Regions from separate parts of the Mus musculus genome. Here region 2 is linked to region 1. The links are chromatin contacts, called in public promoter capture Hi-C maps. All regions are on one chromosome and are shown on one strand. The core of a region is the stretch at or near the end of the contact, and the rest is flanking DNA. Distances in the headings are between cores, read along the strand shown.

What was found. Promoter capture Hi-C pulls out the DNA fragments that hold promoters and counts their contacts.
Region 2: a promoter capture Hi-C map of cranial neural crest shows a contact between it and region 1. The contact joins the promoter of Egfl6 here to the promoter of Pir in region 1. A contact is called at or near these places in 2 of 39 promoter capture datasets (the 3T3-L1 cell line and cranial neural crest).

The regions. Positions count from the first base shown.
Region 1 is chrX:164,268,041-164,271,539 of GRCm38.p6, forward strand. Pir (pirin) reads left to right here and starts at 1,391. Exons shown (of 10, transcript NM_027153.3): 1 at 1,391-1,637.
Region 2 is chrX:166,583,721-166,587,191 of GRCm38.p6, forward strand. Egfl6 (EGF-like-domain, multiple 6) reads right to left here and starts at 1,996. Exons shown (of 12, transcript NM_019397.3): 1 at 1,736-1,996. The coding sequence starts at 1,803.

The sequences.
Region 1 (3,499 bases), core at 141-2,640:
ACCCAAGTGTGGCCATGAATTGAGGCAGGGAGGGGAGAGTGCAACTTTATGAATTTGCATGTCATCCTTGTACAAAGGCCATGATATTTTCCTCTCTACTGTTCCCATTTTTAGTGTGTTCTGCCCAATTGAGCACCAAGGAAAAGTCTTTGTTCTTCCACTTCCCCATTCTTCTACAGCAGAAATCTGTAGTCTGAAAGGTAAGAATGCCTTTTCACATCTTGAGGTTGAAGAGCTTGGGGATCTAGCTCAGTTGGTAGATTGCTTGCCTAGAATACACAAAGCCCCGGGTTCAGTCTCCAGCACCATGTAAAACTGGGCACGCTGGTGAATGCTTCACTGTAACCCTAACACTTGGGAACTGTGGGAAGGAAAGTCAGAAGTTCAAGGTTATCCTAGGCTCTCTAGGGAGGTAAGACCAGCCGGGGATATGGGGAACCATGCCCCCCAAAAACCAGCTGAAATATAAAGTCAAAAGAAGACTTTCATGACAGCTGAGAATTGTACGAATTCAAAACATAATCTTATGAATTCTAATTTCATTATCCAAAATCAAATTTTTATTAAAACACAGCCACCACACTCAGCAGGCGTTGTCTCTGGCTGTTTCTGGCTACAAAAGCAAATGGGAGCAGTCTCCACGGAAGACCCACAGAGCTGGAAAGTAAAAAGACATTTACTGTTTATTCCTTTTCAGTTTCCCAGGCTCGTAGTTTTGTTTTTGTTTTGTTTTTTTTAAAGAGGCATCACTTTCACTCTTTTTCCAAGAAAAGACAATGAACTTCCGGGTATCTAAAGAACATTGCGTATGGTAGCCTGTCTTCTGATTAAAAGTCCTAGGAAAACTAGATTGCTTCCTGGCTGTGGACAAACCCTCACCTCCTGAGGCTAACTCTCTAAGGCCTGCTCTTGAAGCCCAACAAAACTCAAGCCCTTCTATGATTCCCTATTAGAGTGTGCCTTCTCTTTCAGCAGGAACAGAGATTCTTTGGTTCTTACATCTGCTCTGCCTCTGCCCCATTCTCATTGGCAAACAGCAAGAAGCGTATTTATTTATGAGAGATAACTGTGTAGTACCTATGCGGAGACATGCTCATTTCATTCTCATTACAGCCTTACAGTCTTGGTCCTGTCAGCTTTACCACGCTCATTTCACTGGGGATAATGCATAGAGAGGCTGAGTCACTCCCCCAAACGGGACAAGTGGTTAGAAAACATTCTTGCTCATACGAAGCGTTGGGTGACAAGATGACTTGAGTGAGGACAGGTTTTCCAAGAGATTCTAAGGGGCTGCAGAGCACTTGAGTGTCCCATACATTCCTGGGAGGCGGGCAGCGCGCCCCCAAGAGGCCGGGGTGCGCATCACTCTTTGGACCGACTTTCAAAAGGCAGATCCAGAGAGCCATGGGGCGGAGTCAGAGAATCCAAACCCAGGGTAAATAAAGGGTGTGTCCCCCGGTCCAAGGCCCCTGAGACCTAGAGACTCCCGCCTTCTGGAGGCCCGCAACAAAGCGCTGAGTCACGCTGACTGACGGCTGGCGCTCCGCAAACCTGTCCTCCCTTTGCTGTGTCCCTGCCGCTGTGGAGTCTAGGCACCTCCGACTGTGGCCTCCCTCCTGGGCCTGCGCTACTGCCCAGTGAGTGGCCTGGGGAACTCAGCCCTCGTGAGAGTGGTGTGTGTATGTGTGTGTGTGTGTGTTGGGGGTGGGAGGAATGCTCCGACCAGTTTTCATGATGCTGTCTTTCCCAGCTCACTACTGGGGCTCGGAGGGGAGCTGAGGGAGGGAAATGCTTAAATAGCCACCACGATTTGAGATGATAGCTTGGTTTTTCTCTTGGCAACACACTGCAATTAGTTAACTGCTTTATCCTTGTTCCTGTGTATAGGGCCTAAATGTGGGAGTCTGGAAGAAGCCAGAAAAATTAGGTGGAGGCAAAACTACTTACTAGTCGCTTATGTGTGGATGATTACGGGGCTGGACTCAGAAGTTCATTTCTGTCTCCCACATTTCATGGCCCAATAGATGCATGTTGTTTGCCTGCTAGAGAGGATCCGTTTTAGGATCTGCCTTCACAAACTGAAGGGTGCTTCTATGTTGAGTCCCTATAAAGAACAGCAGCTCACTTTCTTACAGCCCTATTTACATCCTTTGAGGCAGACGCTTCTTAATCCCATTGTATAGATGGAAAAGCTGAGACACACAGCATCCCAAATGAAAGCAGCCTGGAATGTGGCAAAACTGAGATGTAAATCTGAGGTGTCCAGTTCCAGAATCTGCCTGTTATTAAAGTGCTTCTCTTAGTTTAAGGAATCTTTGAAGGATTGGTTAGAGTTCATATGGTGATCAGATCTGGGGCTTGGAATTACTTGTCTGCAAACACCTGAAGTTAGAAGTGTGTGTGTGTGTGTGTGTGGGGGGGGGTGATTGTATTTGTTGTGTGATATTTCCTTGGTTAGGACTTAGACTTCAATCAATAATGGAACACTTTTGAATAATAAATGTAGTATATGTGTTGTTCCTGAATCATCGGTTCCATTGCCTGGGGTACTTCATAAATGGTTTGTCTGTGCTTTAGAGGACTTTATTAAGAAGTTCAAAGATTTCTTGCCTAAAAAATTACCTGCACAAGATCTACATAAAATTAAGTCAGCCAGTAAGAATACCAACACAGATGGGAGAAGGTTCCACGAAGTACCACCCCTAACTGAGGAACTTGGGCAGTTGGAGGCTGCTGGGGTAGGAAGTGTCAGTTCTCTTTAAGGAACTGACCCCTATTAGGATGCCCATGCTTCAGTAGATGACCCAACACCCATTCGTATAAGAATGGGCATCACTTAGTCTCAGTAGGCTATGGAAAATACAAGATTACATTGGGAGTGAGATGTGGAGCAGGGGTCTGAAAGGAGTTGGAAGGGGAACAAAGGGTTGCTATGATTAAAAAAACCCGCATTGTAAACATGCTTAATATTATTAAGAGATGAATTTTTAAAAATGGCCACGGACTTTAGAGATAGATGAGTATTTGAATTCAGTGGCCCTTGCAGATTTCCTTCCATGCCAGCATCATCATATTCTGGTGAGAGTCACATACCCCTAGTGTTTTCCATTTGCTTCCAGTATCACCAAAAGAGCTCCCACTTCCATCTTCCACCGCATGTCGTGGGGTAGCCATTGAAGGGTGTGTGCACGGTGTGAGGAGGTCAAGTATGCCTGCCACTGAAGGGAAGCGTAGAAAATGTTCTTTAGATATCCCTGCTGAGTTCTTCCAAAGAGTTGCTATTGTGAACTTTTGGACAAGATGACTGCAGGATTCTAAGAGGTAACTGCTAATAATAGGGTTCTAGGTACCTCGTAAATACTAATACATGCACACCATAGCTGTGTTTCTAAAAATCACCTAATCTAGGCCATGATCATAGTCAGTATTCAGTAAATTGCCACTATAAAGATTTGGAGCAAGTCTAATGTTAATATCCTTAGTTTATAATCTGTAGATA
Region 2 (3,471 bases), core at 746-3,245, 2.3 Mb after region 1:
TTTTTTTGGGGGGAAGGGTGTTGAAGAGGGGGCTCTTCAGCTTTTAATTTAACTTGGTGGCATTTTGAAAGTGGATCTTCTGGAGGTCGGTTTGCCCGCTGTTGAAGAACTGTTAATCTCATCTCCACATAGCACTTGGTCTTTCTTAAGTGGGCTTTCTAACAAAACATGACTCTCTCCAATGTGACTGGAGCAAATTGCCTCTGCTTACATTTTTATCACGGGAAGGAAATTGAAACTTGCAACTATACATTCTAAGAACCTGGTTTGAGGGTTGTTCCGTTTGAACTTCAAAATCCCTTAATACCGTGGCAGACCCTGATGAAAGACTTTTTCCTGGGAGTTAAACAAAGTCACCGCTAAGGAGCTGGAGCCAAACCAAGGGTTTTTCCTCTGCCCCTTCCTCTTCTCCCTAGAGGAAAACCTGAAAAACCTCACTCAGCTGGGAAGGAGCCTGCTGCTTAGGTGACTTTGAGAAATATCTGGGGCCTTTAAAGGCTAGGTTCACGACCAAAAATATAAGAGAAATATCTGGAGATTTTTTTTTCATAAACTGTGCCGACTTGGGTAGGTGGCAGTGTCCAAGCTGTTACTGGCATTTTATAGCAGCCAGAGATGCTGTTATACTTCCCATGGAACACAGGAGAGCCTGCCACACCAACAAATGATTAAGTCATCCCAAAGATCCTTAGCTCTGCAGCACAGAGACCCTAGGCAGACATGCAAGGAAGAAGCAAGCCATAATGGTAGAGAAGGGTGTGTGTGTGTGAGTGTGAGTGTGAGTGTGAGTGTGTGTGTGTGTGTGTGTGTGTGTTCTAGGGAGTCTTCCTGAAAGGTTGCCCTACTCCAGTGTGGAGGATGATGGATGGGCCACATTGACTAGGGTTGTTCCTGCTCTGCCACTTAACTGGCTTTGTCTCTTTGGACAGGTTACGCGGCCTAATTTTTCACCCCTTCAAAACAGGGATGGCAACGATAATAATACTTTGAAGCCACAGGGACTAAGGACTTCTGCTGGGTTAATGGTCTGAAAGTTGCTTGGTCTACATGACACACTATGCCTATGTGCTTTTACTATGTGGCTTTGTAGCTCTCACAGGGAAATATTTTGGGGCTCAGAAAAGCTCATGAATAGAAGGAAGTGGCAAAAACAAGGATGGGTTCAGCTATCTTTTTACCAGCGCATATTTTCCAGTTCATCACCCCGAATCCAAAGGCAGCTAGAGCAGGAGCCCAGCAAGGAGCTGCTTTAGCGCTCAACAATAAATGCGGAAAATGCGCGCTCTGCATCCTCCTGTTTTTCTTCATTCCTTCCCTAGCAAAACTAACGACTGGTAATCAGTGGGCGTCCTTCAGGGGCAGTGGAAGGAACTAAACTTACACCGTGCCAGGTACTCACTCATCTGCCTGCACCGGAGGTGGCTGCAGAGCACCAAATCCCAAACACAGCCAAGATCTATTCGCCCAGTTCCCCCCTCCCCCCATCCGCCAGACAAGACAAACTCAGCCAAGTGGGGAACGGAATCCACAGACCACCCGAGGCTAAACCTTACCCAAGGGACGCAGGGAAGAAAGTTGGTGGGCACTCGGTGCGGTGTCCTGGTGAAATGCATCCCAAGACGCACAGACACCTCAACCCCAGCACCTAGGTACCCCTTACATATGCTGGTCAACGACAAAGGGCTTCAAAAGGAGCGTTCAGGCTTGGGGAACCAGGGTCAATGCGAACACTCACCTGGTCCCTACTCCACCTGTCACCCAGGGGAGCAGCAGAGGAAGCGCCAGGCCCCAGGGCGGCTGCATACTGGCCGGGGGTGGGCTCCTTTCTTGTCCTGAGCCCCTCAGGACCTACGAAACAGAGGGGCCACCGCCTCTTCTCTGCTTCGCTGGTCAGGACCTTGGTTTTGCGCGCAGCTGGCAGGCTCTGTGGCAGCCCGCGCAGAGGTGGAGAGCTGGGGAACGTTTGGAGCTGTGAGTGGCTGGGGGCGCCCTGGAGAGATACTCTGTTGGGTGAAGCGCTCCGGTGCACCAGCGAGGGCGTGGCAACTGAGCACATCTGGCTGGGACCCGCCTCCAGGACGACCCACGAGGCCTCCACGCTCTTCTCTCACCCGTAACTCCTCCACGCTCCCCCAAGTCCCCGCCAGCACCGCCCCCCCCCCCCCCCCCGCTTCAGTTCACTCACTACAGGCTGTTCAGGGGCACCTCCAATTGCCATTCGTTTCAGGCTTGGGACAAGCGGTGTGCACTTTGAACTCCAGGGATTGAGAATTGAGAAGTCAAAGCAGGACCACAGATGCAAGCACAAAATCACAAGGCAATCTCATGTCAATGGAGGTTTCATGCTCGGCTGGGGTTTTTTTTTTTTTCCCCACACAAGGGAAATCATAAGATGTTAGAGGTCACCAAGTTTTGAACAAACCCCATCATTTGGCAAGTGTCGTCTTCGTCGTCTTCTAGTCACTCACAACAGTTCAAATGTAACTTCAAATGATATTGTAGTGTAGTAGCCACTGGCAACTTGACACAAACTAATCATCTGGAAGAAATGAACCTTAATTGAGAAAATGCCTTCATCAAATAAGCAAGTCCCGCAGGATATTTTCTTAATGGTTGATGTGGGAAGGTCCAGCCCACTACAAACGGTGCCACCCCTATGCAGGTGGTCCAGGAAGGTACGAGAAAGGTATTGAACACCATTAAACAGTGTATCTGGATTGCCTCTACCTCCAGGTTCCTGCCTTGAGTTCTTCCCTTGACTTTCTTTCTGGATGGGTCAGGATGAGTAAGCCAAACAAACACCTTCCCCCCCCCCTCAGTTGCTTTTGGTCTTGGTGTTTTATGACAACAGTAGAAAGCAAGCTAAGACAGAAAAACACAAACAAAAGATACTTTATAAGAATTCCTTCAGGTAGCGATGAGTTATCTATTCTGACTTGTAGCAGAAGGAATACTGGTTCTTCTTATCCCCACATTCACACCCTTTGGCTTCATGTAGGCAGAGCCCATGACCCCACACCTTGACATTGGACATGGTCCAGTGATTTGCTTTGACTGATGGTGTTTGGGCAGAGACACACTGTGTCAATTCCAAACCCATTCTAACTCCAACCCACCTGCATCTCTATTTGGGCTATGAGAAGACCATGCCAGTTAGCTTGGTAGCCTGAGGAGGGTGAGGAACAGGTCAAACACAGCTACCTATCTGGTCTAAGAGTAGACTTCCAACTCAAAGAAGAGCTACTGATGGAGCCATGAAGCCTCTGAACTAAGGTCAGCAGGGCAGACAAGCTACAGTGACTTGTCAGAATACATTCTTTTCTTGGTTTTAAAAATATTTTATTGATGGGGCTGGAGTGGTGGCTCAGTTGCTGCTTTTCTAGAGGGTGAGTGCAGACCACATGAATTCCAGCGTCCACCTAAGTCTAACTAGGTGAACATTTGAATTTACTGAGTTTACTTAGGAAAGAA